Linked DNA regions of Mus musculus: all the other regions are linked to region 3. The links are chromatin contacts, called in public Hi-C, HiChIP or PLAC-seq and promoter capture Hi-C maps. All regions are on one chromosome and are shown on one strand. The core of a region is the stretch at or near the end of the contact, and the rest is flanking DNA. Distances in the headings are between cores, read along the strand shown.

Region 1 (2,998 bases), core at 436-2,935, 370 kb before region 3:
CTCTCTTTTTATTTTTAATTATTTTTTTAAAGATTTATTTATTTATTATATGTAAGTACACTGTAGCTGTCTTCAGACACTCCAGAAGAGGGAGTCAGATCTCGTTACGGATGGTTGTGAACCACCATGTGGTTGCTGGGATTTGAACTCTGGACCTTTGGAAGAGCAGTCAGATGCTCTTACCCACTGAGCCATCTCACCAGCCCCTAATTATTATTTTTTATGTGAATGGGCATTTTGCCTGCATATATGTCTGTGTACCACATGTGTACCTGGGGCCAGTGGAAGCCAGAAAAGGGTGTTGGAGCCCCTGGAACTGAAGTTACAGATGGTTGTAGCTTCCACATGTGTGCTGGGAATCAAACCTGATTCTGGAAGAGCAGTCAATGCTTTTATCTGCTGAGCCATCTTTCTTGCCCCTCCACCCTCCTCTTCAGGGAAGAGGAGAAGCAAGAAAAGCAGTCATGACAGGATAGTCCAGAATAAAGTGGTAGTGGTACGGATGAAGAAAACCAATGTGCAAGAGAAGTCAAAACACCAACATTGAGAAGACACCATGAAAGTGACTGGTTAGCTCCTTGGGAAAAGGAACTTGAAGGAGGTCCATACTTGTACGTGTTCGTCATATAAACGGTACCATTCTGGCGGCAGCTAGACTCAGGTCTGGCGTTCCATAGAGGGCTGGGTTGTAGGTTATTGAGCTCTCAGGGGAAGGGTTAATAGAAGAGAGCCACCCCAGAAGTTAGCTACCCTGGTGCAATCCACTAAGGTTCCTCGCTCTCCCTCTAGGTGGCGCCAGAAGCCTTGCACTTCTCTTGGGCCTTTTTCTGAATTGAGCTCTCTCTCCACATTCTTCGCCAGCTCTCTCCCTGGACGTGCTTAGGTCGTGCCCTCTCAGCTGTAGACCCAAAACAGTAGCTGACTCTGGAAAGCTTGTCGCCCACGCGGCCAGCACATGCCTGGAGGCTCAGGGACTTCAGGGAGGGTGGTGTGACTGGCGTGAGCACCTGTCCCTTGGGTCCCCTCCAAGAACCAGTGTAGAGACTATGTGGAGGGGATGGGCCAGTAGGCAGCGCGCCGCCCAGAGATGCGTGGAAAGAAAGGACGATCAGGCATGGTCTCCAGATACACTAGGAACGGAAGTTATTGGTCCCTTGGATCATCTCCTCGTGGGAAGCGTGTCGCGGACCCTTTAAGGCTCCATCTCCTTTGCCCTCCCCCGCCTGGGACAGGCTGGGACACCCGGGACCTGACATTTGGCGGAGCCTAACGTGGGAACTAAAAATAGCCACTCCGGGTTACTTCGGGGCATACACACATACACACACACACACACACACACACACGCGGGCTCTATGTCATCCTGCTGGAGTTACCCCGTACCCTGGCAAGTACATGTAGCCCATACCCTCCTCTTCGACCTTTCAGGGGGACCAGCTGCACTCAATTCTTTCAGAAATTTCGCAGTCCAAGATTTTGGATGGCGGGAAGAGCCTTTTGTTCCAAGGACCCTACTTTGAAAACTCAGAAGCAGGCGGGAACCTTAGGGGCGTGTCTCCCCAGCCAGCACTAGGGCTAGGGGTGGGGGCGTGGCCTTTTGGGGTGTGCGGGCTCCTGGCCAATGGGTGTTGTGAAGGGCGTGTCCTATGGCGGGGCGGGAGTGGGGAGGTGGCTTCAGCTCTCCGCATCTTTCCCCCTCAAGCGGGTCTCACTAGATCCCGGAGAGCCTTGGTGCTCTCCGGTTCCGTGGGTTGTGGCAGTGAGTCCCACCAGACCCGCCCTTTGCACACGGCTTCCGAACGCCGGGGTCTCGTGCCGGCCAGGCCCGGACCCTATACCCTATTCATTTTTTTCTTATTGCAGCGCCTGAGTCTTTTCTTCTTTTAAAACAAGATGCCGTCGGGTTTCCAGCAGATCGGCTCTGACGTAAGGTTCAGCATACCGGGGCGAATTGGGAAATCTGGTCCAGTTTTTCTTGGGCTGAGTTTGGGGTTGGGGTCAGCTAGGAGGCGGTTCTTGCGCAGGCGCAGGGGTTGGAGATGGGGGGCTGGCTATTTATATTCAGCCTAGACAACCCGTGACTGTCAAATTCCAATCCCGCCAAGAGACAGAGTGGGTCCGAGAGACTCTTTACGCGCCCAGGCTGAGAGACTGGATTCTCGGGAATCCAGAACTTGTCTCCTAGCCTACTGTGCACTGCATGGGGTGACACTCTGCCCACGACTCTATTTGGAATGGTAGATCCAGAGTCTCGCCTTCCCTTCCCGGAGCTGTTCAGATTTACGGTGTTTCTAGGACCCGAGCACTTCGGGGGCCCCACCCCCACTGCTGGCTGTCTTCCAGGAGGCTGAACTTTCTCTCGGCCTTGCGGTGGGTGGAGGGGCAGAGGGGAGTGTCAGCCCCCCCCCCCAGCTCAGGTTTCCTCTTGGAGACAGACTGTGCCGCCAGCAGTAGCCACCACTGCCACCGCCCCTCACACCACTCACTACCATCCCTCCTCTTCCCCTGGGCATGGCTCTCTCTCCCTGCTAAAATCCCCCCTCACATCCCCGAGTACTTGGTCCCAGTTTAGGAGCTGAGGGTTGGCTAGGCCTAGACCTAAAAGGCTACCCCAAAGCAATGACCCAGACGCCCTTTCTGGACTAGCCATTCTTGGGCCTGTTTACGGCCTACTGGAGCAAGCTGAGAGAACTTCCAGAAGGAAGAGACAAGGGCTAGAGGTGATGTTAAAACATTATTTATATTAGTTTATAAAACAGGCACTGTCTGGGATACTGTTATAGTTGATTTTGATTTTTCAAGTGTTTTCACAGACTGACAGGTAGCCGAGGGAGGCAATATCACCTGACAGAAGAGGAAATCCAGGTTCAGTTTAGAGTGGGGAAGTGACTTACCCAAGGTCACACAAGTCTTGAGTCTGTCTCAAGGTCACAGGGGAATTTTGAGGTCCAGATCCTCAAACTTTTGCCTGTGGTGTGGACACAGAGATCGGTTTTTT
Region 2 (2,885 bases), core at 335-2,834, 430 kb after region 3:
CCAGCTCTCAGAAGGCAGAAACAGGTGGATAGCTGTATCTGAGGCCAGCCTGGTCTAGCCTGGTCTACAGAGCGAGTTTCAGGACAGCCAGGGCTACACAGAGACACCCCGTCTTAAAAATAAATAAATAAATAATAAATAATAAGAAAAATCTCCTCTAAGCCAACTCATTTACCCCAAAAGCTAGAGTGACCCCTCTGGGTTTGATCCAGCTTCAAGCCTCAGGTGAGACTTATGTTTCTCAGGAGAAAAAAGATAAGAGACAGGTGTAGTAAAATACGTGAGTGTGGCCAGGAAGATGGGGCCAGGACTGAAGCTGGGGACTTGGATGGGATTAGGCATACGGATATGAATGGACACTCCCCGTTTGTGACCCAAACTTGGATGCATAACTCTGGGTAGGTGCTCACTGAAGAACTGGTTCTCCTGGACCAGGGGTGGGACCAGCAAACGTGAGAGGCCCTGGAATAGATGCACATTCGCAGGGGAGGCTCCTGGCACCCACCTACACTAGGAGCTAGGTCCTCACTGTTGGGGCACCCCCCAGACCTTGCCTCACCCCAAGCCTGAAAGGCTGATAACAATCCCCTGGGGCCCCACTCCTCTGGGACAAAGAGGACAAAATCAAATCATACCTGTCTCTTGCTCAAAAAGCATCGCCCTTCTAACCGTAGACGGGAACCTGTGTGACTCAACATCTTGTTGTAGCCACTTTGGCTTCCATTCTGTTTCTGGAACATGTGCCCTTGATTTGTAACACTCCCCCTCCAAACTGTTTTCAGAGTGGTTTGTTTGTTGGTTGTTTGTTTGTTTGTTTGTCTGCTCGTTTGTTTGGTTCATTGTTTGTCTTTGTCTTGAGGTCTGGGTCTGGTCTCCAGTGTCACATCCTTGGCAGACCTTTGCCAGCCACCACACCTAATCCCTCCCCACCAGTCACACCAGCGCGTGCCATCTGGTTTGTGTTTCTGACTACATTTGCCACCATCTGTAAGTACTCCTCTGTTGATGTGGAGTTTGTCCATCGCTCCATTAACTGAAAGCAGGAGTCAGCTTGGGGAATTCTCCGTTGCTTCTCTGATGTTGAGAGCAAAGGTAGGGAGTCAGTCATGAGTCAAACAGATCCCAGAACACCAGTTCAGGGAGGGACTTTCCAGGGCTTCTTCCGACTCCCATTTCTCTGGGACCTCTGTTCCGGGGAAACTTGCTCAAAGCCCACAGAGAAGAGACCGGCACGTGTGACGATTTCCCCACTGGTGGGGAATCCAGCCTCCGTGCCGGAACAACCCCATTAGACAGAGGTGCAGGCTGAGCCTCTCCTGCATCTCCCCTCAGACATGCCGAGTCGGGCAGAAGTCCTCCACACCGCCAGGTGTGTCTTCCCAATAAATCTCCAGAGTTGGCTTTTTGAGGAACCGGATTCCCGTGACCCACCCTAGTCCTTCCCTCTCCTGCTCAGGAGCATTTCGCAGGGCTCGTATGCCTTCTGATGGAGTCTTGATGCCGCATGAGGTGCTGCACTGGGGAGATAGCTGCCTGTGCAGTGGCCTGATCAAGGTTGGAGTTAAAGGGGTCTCTATTTTCCTCCCGTCTTAGCCCAGCTGGCCACAAGAGGGCACCCCTAGAGTTTCTTAGCGCTAAAGCAAAACAAACCAGGATGGTTTTTTTTAGCAAAATCACTGGGCTCTTCAGAGAGAATATATATGCTCCAAACACCTCTTCTATGCAGTAGTGTGGGAATTCCACTCTTCTGGAATCAGGGAGAGACAATCCAGTGTTTGGCACAGTTTGTTCATCAACACACACAAACACACACACACACACACACACAAAACACATATATACACACACCACATACACATCATACACACACCACACACATATAAATACACACACCACACACACCACACACACAGCTCACACACATGTACATCCATATACCACATACATACCATACACACACACATACACACATGACTCCAATGAGACAAGGGGTTTGTTTGAATCCAGAGATTCTGAGACTAGAAGAAAATGAGGAAAGGAAGCCGGTAGTGCACTCTCCGGGCTCTGGGAGACACTCCTTATTTGAACATTTCAGCTGAAGGCTCTTCACCGAAGCTGATAATGGTCTGGGATAGAGTCAAGAGCCCTGTGCAGCCTACTAAAGCCCTCAGCCACCGAAGGCCCTGGTAGAGGGCACAGAGTTACCACTAATTCATCTGACTCTAAAGCTGATTCCCCTGTCACTCGGAGCAAAGGAGACCGCTTGCCAGAATTGGGAGGCAGCTGCGGAATGATTCATGGCTTGGGGCCAGCATGGGCTACATGACTTGGAGCCAGCACGGGCTACATGGCAGGACAGACAGTGAAGAGCATCTGGGGAGAGCTCTGGGCAGTGGCTCCAGGCTCACAGACCTTCATGTTTAAAGATGATGTGACTGAAAGGGGAAAGGGAGACTTCAGCTTCATCCAGACCAGGTGTGTGTGTGGGGGGGGGGGAGTGATTACTCCACAATAATTCAGCCGTCTCACAGATTTCAGCAGCTTCACAACATCCAACTCAGCCAGATGCGCCTCCCTTCAAGTCCCTCAGACACACGGACAGGCTGTGTCACTTCTATAATATCAGCTACCAGAATGCAGAAGCAGAGAATTCTGGACCGTCTCCGTGAAGTCTGGAGATGATAACACCACTTCTGCACGTAAGTCAGCCCAAAGTTCTACATGTGACTCCACCAGTGCACAAGAAGGCCAGGGATGAGCTCTGTACGTGTCCAGGAGCAGAACCGGATATAAGTGGTACCACTAACAGTAGCACGCCCAGAAAAAAAGCCTGGGCTCAGAGCCTTTGCAAAATGCCTAGTCTCTTCCTGAAAATGCCCTGGGTC
Region 3 (3,060 bases), core at 504-3,003:
TGTAAACAAGATGGGGCCTAGGGGCACCTCCTTTTGACTTCGGGTTGGGATCTTTTAACATTCACAAGAGAGTCCTTCACTAAATCCAGTCAAAGAGATTGCAAGAGCAGGGAGGCTATTTGCATAAGAAGGCATCCCTGGACCGCTGTGGCTGTCCAGTCTAACCTTCACAGCTAGGGTTCCCTTCGCGCGTCAAAGTTTAAGTGAAGTCATTTGTATACTTTCTCAATGAACTGGAGGATCTAGTCTTCCTTACGGCTTTACAGCTGAAGCCACGAAAACAAAGTCCCCCCGCCTCCCGGTCTACCTATCATTTATTCTTTAGACCGAAACTAAATCTTCAGATGGACAAAAAAATTTACTTCCCGATCCAAGTGCAGTGTGGAAATAGTATTTTTACAAAAGAAAAAAAGGCACGCACGATGTCTGGTGCGCGATAAGAAACTGTAATGAAATGACCTGTTCTAAAAATTGAAGTGGCGGGGACAGGCATAGCCCACGCCCAGGCAGAGTCCCGCCACCTCCCGCTGGGAAGAACCGGATGGTGCGGGCTGACTGCACTTAGGACCGCCGGGCGCCCGGGGCCCAAGCCCGCCCCTTCCGCTTTCAGGACGCGCGGAATGCGTTAAGCAAGGGAATGGCTCACCCTAAAACCGGATACTCGGTAATTTGCTTTTCCGGCAGGAAGAAACGACCTATCGGCGCACTCTTTTAAATAAACACCTCCTCCTTTGCAAAAGCAATAACCAAGTAATCCAGAAAAATAAGATGTCGAGGACAGCAGTTTTCCTCCTCAAACCACAGAACCAGCCTAGAATCCATTTCTCCCCTTTCGCTACTCCCCCGTCGCCGGGCGAGCAGTGATCTGCTCCGAAAACAAGAAACCGGAAATGCTCCTGCAAGCGGCAGAAACGTAAAGGAGCCAAACAATAACAGGGCCGGCGGGCCTTTCAGACCAAGAGGCTGAGTCGGGCCCCGAGGGCAAATACTTCTGGCTAGCACCGCTAGTGCTTCAGGCTTTTCTTGGATTTTCTTCATCTAGCAGGGTCGAGAAGCGGCTGGAAAAAAAAAGAAATCACTCCAGGGACAAAGGTCCGGAAGTTGCGGGACCTTAGCAGCTAAGGCTCCCCGGATCACCCCGATCTCATCCAGGAACGGAACCCAGGGTTTCATTAGGATGCTATGGGGGGTCTTAAGTCTTAAGCTATGAATCTCGAAAAATCTTAAATCCTGGTGCTTTGTGCATGTTATTTCCGGAGCTTCCATCACCTAGCAGCGGGCAGATAAGTGTGTACAACGCGTAGCGGAGAGAAAACCCCTTAGGCCATCTCAGTGGTCCCTATATGCTCTACTTTGCAGGTGCATGACAGTGAGGCTCGTCGGTCCTAACATCATCATCATCAGCTACCCTCACTACAGCATCTGACATATACACTCCCGTTCATCCCGCCCGCCAAGCTTCCATTCCGCCCATCTCCATCGCGCTGAGTCCCCCCACTGCCCCACCCCCAAACCCCACGGTTTTCTCTAGTTTTATGGATGCAAACGGAGAGAGCCAGTGACCGAGAGGTCTCGTCACGCTCATCAATTACTTACCCAGTCTTCGGAGAAGCGTGACACCCTGCTGGGAAGGAGGAGGATGAGGGCCTGAATGCTAGGTGCCCCCTAACTGTAGTCGCTACCTACAGCCAGGATGGTCCCAATGAACTGAAGCTACAGAACTTTAGCCAGGGTGAGCACGTGGGAGGGGAAAGTCCCAATCCCAGCAACCCCCGCGAGACTCCTGGCACAAAGCTGGATAGTCGCCATAACAAGTAAGGGCAAGTCCTTCCGTGGGTTGAGGGCAAGAAATGGAGGCGGGGACTTGCAGAGTCAGGATTCTCCCTGAGATGTTGCCCTCAGCAGGAACGCTTTGTGAAAAGTCGTCTAAGATATAGAGCTGTGAGGGCAAAATGGGTGGAAACCGATTCGGAGGACTCCTGCCTCTGTGTCAAGTATAAAGAGTGGAAAGAATTAAGTTTTTATCGTAAGTGGACCGCCACTGTTCTGAGCTCTGTGCTCTTTCCTATCCAGCTAGATAGTCATAGCCATCTTTTTGGATTTTTAAGACAGAGTCTTTGTAGCCAAGGCTGGCCTGGAATTCGCGGCCGTCTTCCTGCTTTAGGCCTTCCAAGTACAGGGATGAACCAACACGGGCCCCTAAGTTCTTTTTCCCCTCATTAGCTAAAATGTCACTTTAGAAAGGCTTTTCATAGTATCTCAATCTAACGTGTTCTCCGAGATACTTGGTATCGCACCACCGTGTTTAATTTCCTGTACAGTCCTTATCACTCTCTGTAAAGACTGTTTTCACAGCCTTTAATTGCACAGCAACGAAAACTTTATGGAGATTAAGAACTAGAAAACATTGCTATTTTTTTCCCAATGCCTTGTATAGTCCTGGGTTAGGCAGTAAGAACTTGATAATAAATGTCGAATGAATGAAGGGAGGGCGGGGGAGAAAGGGAAAGAGAGGAACAAGAAGGGGGGAGAGATGGGGAGAAAGGAAACCTGAGGTTACGGGATTCAAAACAAGATAGTCAAGAGGGGCAAAAACTGTAGAAATTATGCGCCCTCTGCAGGCCAGGGAGGATAGGCGCTTTAAGAATTACCCCCAGGGGACGGTAGGGGGCGCTCGTGTAGTTTTCGCCAAGGCCCAGAGTTCAGACTACAACTCCCAGAAACCTCTAGGAATTCTCCAGCGCTTGAGGTGTAGGCAAAGTCGTTCCTTCCCGCCTTCCCGCTCGGAATCGGAGGAGGATGCGGAGAGCCTATCGGAAGGTGGCCCGACTCCCGCGAGAGCAAGAAGCCCTGGCGGCGCCTAGCGACCCTAGGCGCTTGGCTTTGGACACTCGTTCCCTGGTGATTGCTTTAGGTTCGGCTTACATTTTCCGGAAGAGGAAAGCGGACTCCGGTCTCTGAGCATCCCTGGGAACGGTAATGCACTCTAGCCTCGGCAGCTGGTAGCCGGCTCAGCGAGACTTGCCCGACCTCTGCCTTCCGGGGGCTTACTCTACAGAA
Region 4 (2,730 bases), core at 224-2,723, 270 kb before region 3:
CACAACTCTTTCTGCGCTGCTTACCATACACTGCCCACCAACCACCCCAAAACCTGCCATGCCCACCTCCTGAAGACCACAGGGGCAGCAGCTGCAGCCACAATGAAGTGGGCGGAGGAGCCGGAGCACCTCGCGGTCCCCAGGGTCCGCTAGGCGGATTCGAAATGGTCGGCGGGCACCACAGCACAGGCGGGCACAACAGTTGCTCTCTTCAGCTGCCTGACCCAGTTGCTGTCCGGTTCCGGAGCGAAGTTCATACATATTACAGGTCTCCCAGCCTAGGAACGCTGGGAAGGGCAACACGCTGAGGCTCGGGGGCCACCTGCCCAGAAGCTAACCACTGCCATAAAGATCATGAAGCCCATCTTGCTCCATCCATCTCCTACTCACTTTCCACTCGTTCAGCCTTCTGATGAATCAAGATTTGATCAATCTGTAAAGAGTTAAGAGCAGCGTTGACCTTATCCGTCACCTCGAACTTCAGTTCTCCTCCCAGCCATCCTCTCTCTCACTCACCTGCACTAGGAATTCGAGGCCAGGAGGCACCCCTGGCAATGGCACGAAAGGAGCAGGAGGCCCTGGAGCCACTGGGCCTGGCGAGGGGAAGAGAGCGAAGCCGGGAGCAGGGGCAGGCACCTGGGTGGGCACTGGAGCTTGTCCCGGTCCAGGATGCAGAGCCACCGGCTCTGGATACCCAGATGGCACGGGGTAGGGAGGTGGGGGTGAAGGGGCATAGCCTTTGGGGGGCAAGTAGCCTGTAGGGGAGCAGGAGTAGATTAGAAAGTTATCTGTGGACTCTTCTTTCACAGCCCAAGGACCAGGAGCACCCGCGGAAAACGTAAGAAGAGGCAGAGAATGATGGGGCGGAGGGGCAGGGCGGTGGCTCCCCAGGAGGAAGGGAGGGCCCCACGCAGCCAGTCTGAGCACATTCCTGGAGAATGTGTTCGACACCCGGCACCCAATTTCGTGGGGGCAGGGGGGAATAATGGAGACCCCAACCTAGCGTCAACGTACCTGCCATGGGAATCAGGAGGGGAGTCTTGGGCTTTTGGCGTAGGGGAGACTTAGTTCTGGAGTGGGACAAGCTCGGGAACAGCTAGACAGACACAGAAACAAAGACGGACAGGCAGAGGCGAAGAGGTAGCTGCGCCCAGTACGGGCCCAGGGTCTCTAGGGCGGCACCTAAGACTCGGGGAGAAACCGAAAGTGTCAGCGGGCGGGGCGGGGTACCTAGGACCCTGAATTTTCTTAGGGGCCCCAGGACCGCCCCCTCCCTTTGTTCTCCCATTTTTTCTACGGAGATGGCTGTTGGCAGACGGCAGGGCAGATGGTCCTGAGGTCAGACAGATGACCTGACCCCGAGGAAAGTCTCCTTAACCCCTCTATGGTCCGGCTCACCTGAAGCCCCCAGAATAAGTCGGGGGGCCACGCACTCCGGGGCTCACAGGCGCTGGTGGAGGCGGGCCCAGATCTGACCCCACCCCCGGGTCGCCTAAGTCCCGCCCCCCAGTCCGGGCGGGGCGACTGCGCAGAAAGCAGGCGCTTCTCCTCCCCCGGGGCCGCGGACCTTGGACCTTGTGCGCTTTGTTCACCGTGGTTCCGCCCCTTCCGCTCCGACTGCAGAGGCTTGGAGACCTGGCCTGTTGGAGGGTGATTGCGGCCCTATCCCCAGCAGCAAGACCCTCGCCTTTTCCGCGGGTTGCTGCTCTGCCTCCCCACCGCGTGGCTGCTCCGGTCCCCGGGATCCTCCTCCCAAGGGCGGGGCGGGCCTCGCTGACGCAGCGGAACACCATTCACACTCATTCCTTGCCTCCCAGACTTGGCTCGGTGTTCTTCTCAGGGCGACCTCGCTGTGTTCTCCCCCTGTCACAGCGTTGACCCACTCAGTCACCTCTCAGTTCAGGCACGCCCATTACACGCGTGACAGACTTTCAAAAGGTAACAGTAATGAATGTGCATGAGGTAAGGCTCAGGGAAAGACACTTGAACAGAACAGGCCCTCCATTCCCCAGTATGGAGGCAAAACATGCAATCCCAGCGTTTGGGAAAGGAGAGGCAAGAGGAGAGTCACAAGTATGAGGCCAGTCTGTTTTACATAGTTCCAGACCAAGTCAGGGCTACAATAGGGAGACTCTCTCAAAAGACTCCTTTCCTCAAAAGAAGATAGCATAGTATCTGGGCAGGTGTGGAGGATCGCGAGTTCCAGGTCAGCTTGGGAGTGACCTGGGTCACTAGGGGAGATATTAAAGAAACAAAGCCGAAACTAGCCCATCACTTGTGCCTGGGTCTTAACTTCCTATCAATTGTATATTAGTGCTTGGGGTGCAGACTAGGGATTCTTAGAATTCTAGTTTTTATTGTACAGCCTAAACTGAGAACTACTGTGTCAGAACAACCCAGGAGGCTGTGGGCAGGCCAAGGTAAGGGAGAGGTTCTTACAGAAATCTGGTCCTACTGTGGTGGATTGCACCAGAGACCAGGGCAGTGAGGCAGTGTTGATGTGTATATGAGGGAACATGACTTCATTATGCCTCAGAGATAGGATGTAAGGAGAAAATTGCAAGTTGAGTCATGCTAGGCCTCTGAGACCCTTCTGCACAGCACAGACCCCTCCTCCCCCTTGCCTTGCTGTGCTATGTCATTTACTGCCTGCCCGTGCAATCCCTGGCTTCATATATCTTGGTCTCTCTGTTGACCTTTCACCTCTAAGATCCCGTTCCTTTGGGGGTA
Region 5 (2,729 bases), core at 15-2,514, 380 kb after region 3:
TCATCCCACATCAGTCCCCAGGGAGTAGGACATCAAACCTAGGAGCCAACACGAAGGTTTCACCCTTTGATAGTAACAAGAAAGCTGATGTAACACACATACTGAATAATCTTGGTTGCTTCTACCTCTTTGCAAAACTTTCAAATTTTTTAGCAACTTGGAGCCTGAATCCACTGCCCTTTTCCAGCGATCTTCTCTTAGCCTAGGGCTCACACACATCCCTGTGCCATGACTTCCAGGTAGGCACCCATAGGGACCACTATACTTGGATGTCTAATGGGCACAGCAAAGAGGATTTCCCAAATCTGTTGTTTCCCTCAAGGGCAAACTCTGTCACTGTCTTCCTTCTGACATCCCTCTCACTCACTCCAGCTCTGCCTTCCCTTCTCCAGTGATCTCAGGGCCTTTGCACAGACAATTCCCCAACAGTAAAACAGCTTACCTAGACATACCACTTGAAAACATATATTTAGTATTATTCTTGATATCTTATTTGAAATTTCACATATGCACACAATGTACTTGACTATATCTACCCCATCCCCCCTACAGCTCTCCCCGACCTTCCCTCAGGTCCCTCCCAACTTCAGATCCTCCTCCTTTTAATAACACACTGAGTCCAATAATTGGTGCCCATAAACACATACCCTGGGCTCACCTCTCACCACCTCTGGGTCTCTGAGGGCCTTTCTCTCGAGCCAAACTTCTCAGGCTCTCACATCAGCAGTGACTGACATCTTCCCCAGCATTGATTATCCTCTAAACTCTAATACATGCTTAGAGCATTTGAATGTCTTTTCCCCCTTGCACTTGACCTTAGTAAACAGTCAGGCAAAGCTAGAGTATTGCCTGGACCCGCACTGGCAGCATCTAATAGTCCTGGCCAGTGATGGCTCTCAAAATCAGTTATTAAAGAAGTGAAAGCAGCCTTGTGGCGTGGGAAGAGTTAAAGGAATGGGGAAGTGGACCCTCACTCACATTTAAAGCTAAGACAGCATGTAAATAAATTTTACACTTGTACCCCACATTCCAGTTGGGTCTGGAACTCACCCTGTGGACTTCAGTCCACTTCCTGTCTCAGCGCCACCCATTGTGACTCCAGGTTTCAGTGTGTCAACCCACCTACTACTTGTCCTAAATTCTAAGGCTCTTCCTGATGGCAAGGAAGCTGAAGGGGAATTCAGTGGGTAGCGAACACATTTCCCCTTAACCTGGTCTGATGGGCGGGGCATCGCTGAGGTTAAATCACCCTGCCAGGTAGTCCAGCTTGCAGTAGAGAGCTAAACTGGTCAGGAGGATGGCGAAATGCAGGGTGAGAGTATCCACGGGGGAAGCCTGTGGGGCTGGCACATGGGACAAAGTGTCTGTCAGCATCGTGGGAACCCACGGAGAGAGCCCCTTAGTACCTCTGGACCATCTGGGCAAGGAGTTCAGCGCCGGTGCTGTGAGTTTTTGGGGAGCAGGCAATGGCGACTGTGGAGGAAGGCAGCCCAGGGGGACCATCCTCAGCATACTAAACAACCCCTCCTAGGAAGAAGACTTCGAGGTGACGCTTCCCCAGGACGTAGGCACTGTGCTGATGCTGCGAGTCCACAAAGCACCCCCGGAAGTGTCCCTCCCGCTTATGTCTTTCCGTTCTGATGCCTGGTTCTGCCGCTGGTTCGAGCTGGAGTGGCTACCTGGGGCTGCACTCCACTTCCCCTGTTATCAGTGGCTGGAAGGGGCGGGGGAGCTGGTGCTGAGAGAGGGAGCAGGTGAGGGGACTGGGGCTGCGGGAGGCACGCAGCAGTGTGTCGCAGGCTAAGCTTGGGGAGTGGAAACCAGGAAAGGGCAGAGGAGGAAGGAGGGGACTGGCAGAAGCAGGAGGTGGTGGCAATCAGCTTGCAGTGGAAGAAGTGTACCCGGGGTGAGGGGACTGGTGGGTTGACAGCAGTAGGAGGGAGAAAGTCTGAAGCCAGAGATCAAGAGAGGATCCTTTCCATCCACGCCCTCACCCGCAGCAAAGGTGTCCTGGCAAGACCATCACCCTACACTGCAGGATCAGCGCCAGAAGGAGCTTGAGTCCAGGCAGAAGATGTACAGGTGAGGAGGGAGATAGTGACCCCTGCAGGAGGACTCACTTATGGGATGGGAAGGAGCCAAATCAAGGACTAATCCCAGACACAGTAGTGTTGGCATTACTGGGCAACTGAGAGAAAAGCAGATTCGCAGGAGCTCTGACTCTGAATGTGATTGAGCAGAGAGACTGGCTTCTTTCCAAGCCTTTCTGGTGACGCTGGCACCCACTGAAGGTTGAAACCCACTGCTCTAACAACCCTGTCCTGTGGCTTATGCCTTCTCCATCTCTCTCTGTGGTTGTTATTGCTTCCGTTTCTCTTTTCTCTCACTGGTGGGGTTGTTGCTTTCTCCCGTAAATACAGGCAGAACTCCCAGCAATTAAGGGTGACCTTCAAAGCCATTCCTAGACAGTACAGAAACTCTCAGACAGGGATGCTTTCCATCTTATCAGCTCAACATAAAGAGTTAGAGCAGAGAGCTACCTACATACTGAAATTACAGTAGGTGGGAATTTCAAGGGGGTAAAGTCAGCTACTGTACTCAGGTGGACATTTTCAAAGTCACCTGGCGCTCTTAATCTTGGTTGCTTTCCAAATCCTGAGCCCCCTGCTTTTGCCCTAGGTCTCTGGAAACTGAGCAAGCACGGGCTCATTTGGTTCCTGGTGATTTGA
Region 6 (2,767 bases), core at 82-2,581, 340 kb after region 3:
GAGAGGGAGGGAGGGAAGAGAGAAATTATGCAGGAGATGAAAGATAACAATTTAATCAAAACTAACCACTGAAGGGGTAAATGAATGTCCTGTGCCTGTAGATAGAATACCTCAGAGCAAGGGGGTACGGAGTGGCTGCAGCAGTCCCAAGCCTGGAGAGACCAGTCAACAGGTCCAGACCTTACTTATTGGCTGGCTCTCAGCACACAGGTGTGGCTCACAACTGTGTGTAACTCCAGCATTCTGATGCCTCTTCTGACCTCCATCGGCCATTGCACACATGTGGTGCACACATACATACATACATACATACATACATACATATACTCAGGCACCCATACATATGTAGAAAATAATTTTTTTTTTGAGACAGGGTCTATGTGTAGCCTTGGCTGTCCTGGAAGTCTCTAGGTATACTTGGCTGACTTCGAACTCATAGAGATCCATCCACCTGCCTCTGCTTCCCTTGTGCTGGGAACAAAGGCTATTACACTCTGCTATAAATATTTTTTTTACAGTTAAAATTGCAGCAATTATATGTTTGCTGTCTATCAACCTATGAACAATAGATGGAGTGACAGTTTATAATTGTGAAAAACTTAACATCTATGATGTTCTTCAAAATTTCCCCCTAGCTTTAGTGTCCACGGATGATTTTTAAAATTAACTCTATTATCTTATTTATCTTTGTCTGTATGTACAGACAGTGCACCACCAGGTGCTTTCTCTCAGAAGCTAGCACTGGATCCTCTGGAATTGGAGTTACAGATGATTGTGAGCCATCATGTGGGTGCTGGGAAATGAACCTGGGTCCTCCGAAGAAAGCAGCAAACGCTCCTAACCATTGAACCTTTATCTCTCCTCCTTCCCACAGATGATTCTTTTCTGAGACGGGGTTTCTCTGTGTAGCCCTGGCTGTCCTGGAACTCACTCTGTAGACCAGGCTGGCCTCGAACTCAGAAATCCGCCTGCCTCTGCCTCCCAAGTGCTGGGATTAAAGGCGTGCGCCACCACGCCCGGCCCCACAGATGATTCTTATCTGATTCCCTTTTTGAAGAGACAGCTGAAAAAGATAAACATTTTATTTTCATATGTAAGTCTGACGTTGAATTCGTGCGCGGTGTGAGGTACAGTCCAGATTCGCTTTCTCTCCCTGTATGATTAGTTAAAGCAACTGTGGCTGTCTAGAAGCAGGGCAGACCCCACTCTACAGAGGAGCTGTAGAGACTCTCAACCTCCATCAGCCCGCCCTGTTCTGCTTGATTAAAAGATCCTAATCGGCTTGGAGGGATTAAGGGCTGCAGCGGGCTGTTCCCACACCCCCCGCCCTGGGCTGGGCTGCCAGGGGAGACCGAAGGGGCATCGATCCTGTGACCCCTTAGCCAAGCCCTAGCCCCGGACTTTCCGGTAAGTAATGAATGACCCACACAGGAACTTCGGTCCTGTATGAAGGCGTGGGAGTATTCCCCACTGAACCCCCAAGACTGCTGAAGAGGAAGGGAGGATAAACAATCTAAGTACAAACAGGCTAAACCAAAAAGACCTTGGGGCGATGAGCTGGGCTGCCATCTAGGGTCCTGGAAGCCAAGACACCCTAGGGGGTTGGGCGGAATTTGAGAAACAGGCTTGAGGGGAGAACCTTACGGGAGTGAGTGCTGAGGGCCCTCAACTCTTATCTTGTTCGCTCTGTGTTCACAGAAGAAGGCAATGAGCGCTTGGCTCCTGCCAGCCGGAGGGCTTCCCGGCGCCGGGTTCTGTGTCCCTGCGCGGCAGTCTCCGTCCAGTTTCTCGCGGGTCCTGCGCTGGCCAAGGCCTGGGCTACCGGGACTCCTGCTACTGCTACTGCTCCCATCTCCTTCTGCCCTCTCTGCTGTGTTCAAAGTGGGGGTGCTGGGCCCCTGGGCTTGCGACCCCATCTTTGCACGGGCCCGACCAGACCTGGCTGCGCGTCTGGCCGCCAACCGCCTGAATCGTGACTTTGCTTTAGACGGCGGCCCCCGGTTCGAGGTTGCGCTGCTCCCAGAGCCCTGCCTGACTCCGGGCTCACTAGGGGCTGTGTCCTCTGCGCTGTCTCGAGTCTCTGGCCTGGTGGGTCCGGTGAACCCCGCAGCCTGTCGGCCAGCCGAACTGTTGGCTCAAGAAGCTGGAGTAGCGCTGGTGCCCTGGGGCTGCCCTGGCACGCGGGCGGCGGGTACTACAGCCCCGGCGGTGACCCCCGCTGCAGATGCTCTCTACGTCCTCCTTAGAGCATTCCGCTGGGCGCGCGTGGCCCTGATCACTGCACCCCAAGACCTGTGGGTGGAGGCGGGACGCGCTCTGTCCACAGCACTCAGGGCCCGGGGTTTGCCAGTTGCCCTAGTGACTTCCATGGAGACTTCAGACCGGTCTGGAGCCCGGGAGGCCCTCGGGAGGATCCGAGATGGGCCTAGAGTTAGAGGTAAGCTCCCCAGTAGAGTGCGGGCAAGGTGGGTGGGTCCTGCCGAGAGTGGACAGCGTAGCGAGCCAGCCTCTGTGTCCGTCCGCTCCGCAGTAGTGATCATGGTGATGCACTCGGTGCTGCTGGGCGGCGAGGAGCAGCGCTACCTACTGGAAGCTGCAGAAGAACTGGCTCTGACTGATGGCTCCCTGGTTTTCCTGCCCTTCGACACGCTTCACTACGCTTTGTCTCCAGGCCCGGAGGCTCTGGCTGCATTTGTCAACAGCTCCCAGCTCCGCAGGGCTCACGATGCGGTGCTCACACTCACGCGCCGCTGTCCTCCTGGAGGCA
Region 7 (2,927 bases), core at 401-2,900, 320 kb before region 3:
GCTGTGTTCTCACCTTCATCCACAGAGGTCCCCTGTTCCAACAGGGCTGAATCTTCTGGAGGGGCCAAGGGCTCAAGGGGAGGTGTGGGGACAGGAGTGGGAGGGCTGAAGCCTGGCTCGGAGGGCAGCACAGTGATCTGGGTGCACTTGCCATAAAGGTCCACAACAGCCCAGACACGAGCAGGCAGGCCTGTGGCTGCCACACCACAATCCCGCCCGTTTACCCAGAGCCGGAGCTCCCCAGTGGCTGTGCGTTCCACACCCACACGGTCCCCTTCGACAAGCTGGTCCAGGTCCTGGCCATATTCCTCCAACACAGAGCGCCCGTCCCGCAGCACTGAGCAGCCTGACACTACCCAGGAGCCTCCCTTCAGCCCGGTGGCACTGCTCGGGAAGTCCAACACACTGGGATCCAGTGCTGTCACTCCAATCTCAATGGAGCCACTCCAGGAGTTGACCTATGAGAGGGTGGTGGACAGAGTTTCTGTATGAAATCCCATCACCAGAGGCCACATTCCAGAGCACCGTGTGCCTCTCACCCTGTCCTCTGAGGCCACTGACATAGACACACAAATAATTTTTGGAACTAGCCTCCATAACTACCAGGACCCACTGGCTCTCAGCATCTGTGTCTGCTGACACGTGTTTTAGCACATCACCCCCTCTACCCACTGAACAAGCTGGTTAAAGGCCCTGGTTTTAACCCGATCTCCTCTTACTTCCCAGTCTCTGTAGCTCCTCAGCCACTCCAATCCCATGCTTCTTAGGTCCACAATGCTCGCTCTCCTACATCACTCTCATTCCCAACCCCAATACTCTAGTAGGGCAAAGCTCCACCCAAATTCATTCTCTTCTCTTTCCAAATTCGTTTTGGAGTCAAGCAAGTCACATACACTCCCTTTTTCGCATGTCTCCTCATCTATCTTTCTGGTTTGGGACGTTTGTCAACAGTTTGCGCTTTTTATTATTTCTCTACTCTTCCATCTCGGGCACCTGTCAGTCTTCCATCCCTAAGAGATTGTGCTAGACGTGTTCACTAGCCATTCTAACCACCGGACCCTGGCTCCCTGTCCTGCGGGAAACGAATGCTCCTTCAGAATGAATGTGTCTGCTCCGTGTCCTTCTCCTTTCTCTTCCCCGGTGCACTACAGTGTGCCGGCTCGCTATCGGTACCTGGAGGCTCGGTTGGAGATGCAGACCTTCTGGCAGTCCTACCGCTTCTCCCTCCCGTCCCCTCCCACTCCCCTCCACACCTCGTTTCAGCTGCCCCGGCTTTGCACCTTGCGGTCGATGCGGACGGTGAAGACGCGTCCATCGCGCAAGGGTTCTCGGCTCAGCACCAGCCCGTGGTTAAACTCTTGGCCCGGCTGCTGCCGCCGCGCCGTGCGCCCGCAGGCCGACAGGCTGACCAAGCGCCCGGTGCGCGGGTGCAGCTCCCCGCCACCGCCGAGACCCCCGCCGGACCCCAGGCCTGGTCCGCTGCTGCCAGGGCCCCCACCCCCGCCGGGCCCCGGTCCTGGCCCGGGGCCCGCCCCAGAGCCCCCACTCCCACCCGACCCCGCCGCCATCGCCGCTGATACCGCGGCCGCGCGACAGCCGCGCTTGGCGGCACCGTGGCAACCGCGGCGGCCAGACGCCCTGGGGGAATACGGCCGGGGGGCTGGGGCCTGGTGTGCTTTACGGCACTGAAGCGTCCGCAGCTAAGGAACCGAGGTCTCTCACGAGGGGAACGGAAGGACGACGGGGTCGGGGGACTGCTTTACGGCCCAGCGGGACGACAGAGGCTACGAGAGCCGGGAAGATTTGGGCTGCTTTTGCGACAGTGGATGGCAGAATCGCCCGCCGCAGGCGTCTTTGCGACGAAGGCGTGCTGGCGCCCAGATACACTTTGCGACGTCGCCCGGCGCCTTGGACCCAACCCTTGTTAGGGAAAAGCGACATATTAGAGCATTCGCCTTAACGCAAGGGCTGGTGGCTTCCCCTAACACCGCACGCTTTAAGGCGATGGAAGTAAACGCTATCTTCGGGACAGAGAAAAAGTAGTTTTATAAATCCAAGTCTCAGCCCTTCACAGTGCCGAGGCCGGAAATGTCGCAATCCGATCACGCATCACACCTCTCCTTGACCCAGTCTCGCACCTCACCCCGCTCCGGCCCCACAGACTTTGCATCACACCTCTCCTACCCGCACACATTTCAAGGCCAACTTGAGCTCTGTGCCAATGAAACTCTTAAATCTTAAAAGTTACTAATAAAAATCCTAGCGGTGTCCCGTTGGGTAATCTCAAGGGACAGAGCGGACACCTCTGAGAGGTTACCTGAGAGCTATTAACAGAACCCAGCCCTACTCAGGCTCTCCCTGGTGTTGCGGGGCTGTGACATCACAAGGCTCCTCACCGCTGGCCAGGCCCCTTGACTGTGATTGGTTGATTCGGAGAAGGGCGGTGATGGAGAAGGGCGGGAACAAATTACAGAGACAAAGAAAGTCTTGGGGTGTAACAATAAGGGAAGGGTGTGCGGAGGAACTCCCAGGCTGAAGTCTGATAGTCGACCTTTCACCTGCCTCAGCGCCAGGGAGAAGAGGCAGAGGAGGTCCGGTCTGACCCGGAGCCCCCAGCGCCCACCGCCCGCCGCGATGGGGGCAGGGCCAACGGGCAGGGCTATGTGCAGCTAGAAGGGTAGGCAGTGGAATTGAAGTGGTTACCAAGTTGAGCTATGGAGAAGCCGGAGTCTCTCGCACCTGTTAGTGGCCTCAGTGCAGAATCCCCTGGGGGGGTTTCTAGGGCAGTACCTGGCAGTGCCAGAGGTATGCAAACAGACACCGGATTACCCCCCGGAGTAGCCTTGCTTCGCGGTCCTGGCTCCCTCTTGCATTCCGGGAACCCTGTAGTCCGCAGTCCTGGTCCAATTCAGCCCTCTGAAGGGGCA

Evidence for each region. Promoter capture Hi-C pulls out the DNA fragments that hold promoters and counts their contacts. A called contact is a pair of places that touch in the nucleus more often than the background predicts. HiChIP or PLAC-seq counts read pairs in DNA pulled down with a chosen protein or histone mark.
Region 1: a Hi-C map of muscle stem cells shows a contact between it and region 3, with 3 times the contacts expected there. The contact joins the promoter of Slc2a4 here to the promoter of Trp53 in region 3. A contact is called at or near these places in 7 of 39 promoter capture datasets (the 3T3-L1 cell line, cranial neural crest, embryonic stem cells and 4 more), 1 of 484 Hi-C or Micro-C datasets (muscle stem cells), 3 of 115 datasets of contacts at active chromatin or transcription factors (embryonic stem cells, memory CD8 T cells and pancreatic cancer cells) and 1 of 9 other capture datasets (adipose tissue).
Region 2: a promoter capture Hi-C map of hippocampal neurons shows a contact between it and region 3, with 4 times the contacts expected there. The contact joins the enhancer-like site here to the promoter of Trp53 in region 3. A contact is called at or near these places in 4 of 39 promoter capture datasets (cranial neural crest, hippocampal neurons and liver), 1 of 484 Hi-C or Micro-C datasets (bone marrow-derived macrophages), 3 of 115 datasets of contacts at active chromatin or transcription factors (embryonic stem cells and large pre-B cells) and 1 of 9 other capture datasets (liver).
Region 4: a promoter capture Hi-C map of embryonic stem cells shows a contact between it and region 3, with 6 times the contacts expected there. The contact joins the promoter of Plscr3 here to the promoter of Trp53 in region 3. A contact is called at or near these places in 16 of 39 promoter capture datasets (the 3T3-L1 cell line, 3T3-L1-derived adipocytes, the C10 cell line and 10 more), 5 of 484 Hi-C or Micro-C datasets (CD4 T cells, embryonic stem cells, erythroblasts and 2 more), 6 of 115 datasets of contacts at active chromatin or transcription factors (the 230-238 cell line, the HPC-7 cell line, the SCID.adh cell line and 3 more) and 3 of 9 other capture datasets (adipose tissue, liver and pancreatic islet).
Region 5: a contact with region 3 is called in an H3K27ac HiChIP or PLAC-seq map of trophoblast stem cells, with 4 times the contacts expected there. The contact joins the promoter of Alox8 here to the promoter of Trp53 in region 3. A contact is called at or near these places in 8 of 39 promoter capture datasets (cranial neural crest, embryonic stem cells, frontonasal cranial neural crest and 4 more), 5 of 115 datasets of contacts at active chromatin or transcription factors (acute myeloid leukemia, effector CD8 T cells, embryonic stem cells and 2 more) and 2 of 9 other capture datasets (adipose tissue and pancreatic islet).
Region 6: a contact with region 3 is called in an H3K27ac HiChIP or PLAC-seq map of trophoblast stem cells, with 4 times the contacts expected there. The contact joins the promoter of Gucy2e here to the promoter of Trp53 in region 3. A contact is called at or near these places in 7 of 39 promoter capture datasets (the 3T3-L1 cell line, the SN4741 cell line, cranial neural crest and 4 more), 6 of 115 datasets of contacts at active chromatin or transcription factors (bone marrow-derived macrophages, embryonic basal ganglia, embryonic stem cells and 2 more) and 2 of 9 other capture datasets (adipose tissue and liver).
Region 7: a contact with region 3 is called in a promoter capture Hi-C map of pre-B cells, with 6 times the contacts expected there. The contact joins the promoter of Neurl4 here to the promoter of Trp53 in region 3. A contact is called at or near these places in 18 of 39 promoter capture datasets (the 3T3-L1 cell line, the C10 cell line, cranial neural crest and 10 more), 1 of 484 Hi-C or Micro-C datasets (embryonic stem cells), 6 of 115 datasets of contacts at active chromatin or transcription factors (the HPC-7 cell line, the SCID.adh cell line, bone marrow-derived macrophages and 2 more) and 3 of 9 other capture datasets (adipose tissue, liver and pancreatic islet).

What each region holds. Positions count from the first base shown.
Region 1 is chr11:69,946,877-69,949,874 of GRCm38.p6, reverse strand. Slc2a4 (solute carrier family 2 (facilitated glucose transporter), member 4) reads left to right here and starts at 1,685. Exons shown (of 11, transcript NM_009204.2): 1 at 1,685-1,926. The coding sequence starts at 1,894.
Region 2 is chr11:69,149,345-69,152,229 of GRCm38.p6, reverse strand. No RefSeq gene overlaps it. Among named protein-coding and RNA genes, the nearest start is that of Alox12b, 6.3 kb to the left of the region's middle. Within about 2 kb of position 1,584, at least 37 of the 459 cell types and tissues checked have an H3K27ac peak or open chromatin away from gene starts, as enhancers often do. A contact at or near this core is called in hippocampal neurons, where this site is marked.
Region 3 is chr11:69,579,052-69,582,111 of GRCm38.p6, reverse strand. Trp53 (transformation related protein 53) reads right to left here and starts at 1,753. Exons shown (of 11, transcript NM_011640.3): 1 at 1,597-1,753. Wrap53 (WD repeat containing, antisense to Trp53) reads left to right here and starts at 2,863. Exons shown (of 10, transcript NM_144824.3): 1 at 2,863-3,060. The coding sequence starts at 3,060.
Region 4 is chr11:69,845,360-69,848,089 of GRCm38.p6, reverse strand. Plscr3 (phospholipid scramblase 3) reads right to left here and starts at 1,473. Exons shown (of 8, transcript NM_023564.4): 1 at 1,399-1,473; 2 at 1,015-1,182; 3 at 517-755; 4 at 391-433; 5 at 67-287. The coding sequence starts at 1,021.
Region 5 is chr11:69,196,378-69,199,106 of GRCm38.p6, reverse strand. Alox8 (arachidonate 8-lipoxygenase) reads left to right here and starts at 1,264. Exons shown (of 14, transcript NM_009661.4): 1 at 1,264-1,444; 2 at 1,532-1,754; 3 at 2,001-2,082. The coding sequence starts at 1,298.
Region 6 is chr11:69,235,586-69,238,352 of GRCm38.p6, reverse strand. Gucy2e (guanylate cyclase 2e) reads left to right here and starts at 1,331. Exons shown (of 19, transcript NM_008192.3): 1 at 1,331-1,407; 2 at 1,699-2,437; 3 at 2,531-2,767. The coding sequence starts at 1,708.
Region 7 is chr11:69,900,539-69,903,465 of GRCm38.p6, reverse strand. It overlaps Neurl4 (neuralized E3 ubiquitin protein ligase 4), which reads right to left and starts at 1,650. Exons shown (of 29, transcript NM_001013414.3): 1 at 1,281-1,650; 2 at 14-458. The coding sequence starts at 1,568. It overlaps 2810408A11Rik (RIKEN cDNA 2810408A11 gene), which reads left to right and starts at 2,552. Exons shown (of 9, transcript NM_001382461.1): 1 at 2,552-2,927. The coding sequence starts at 2,715.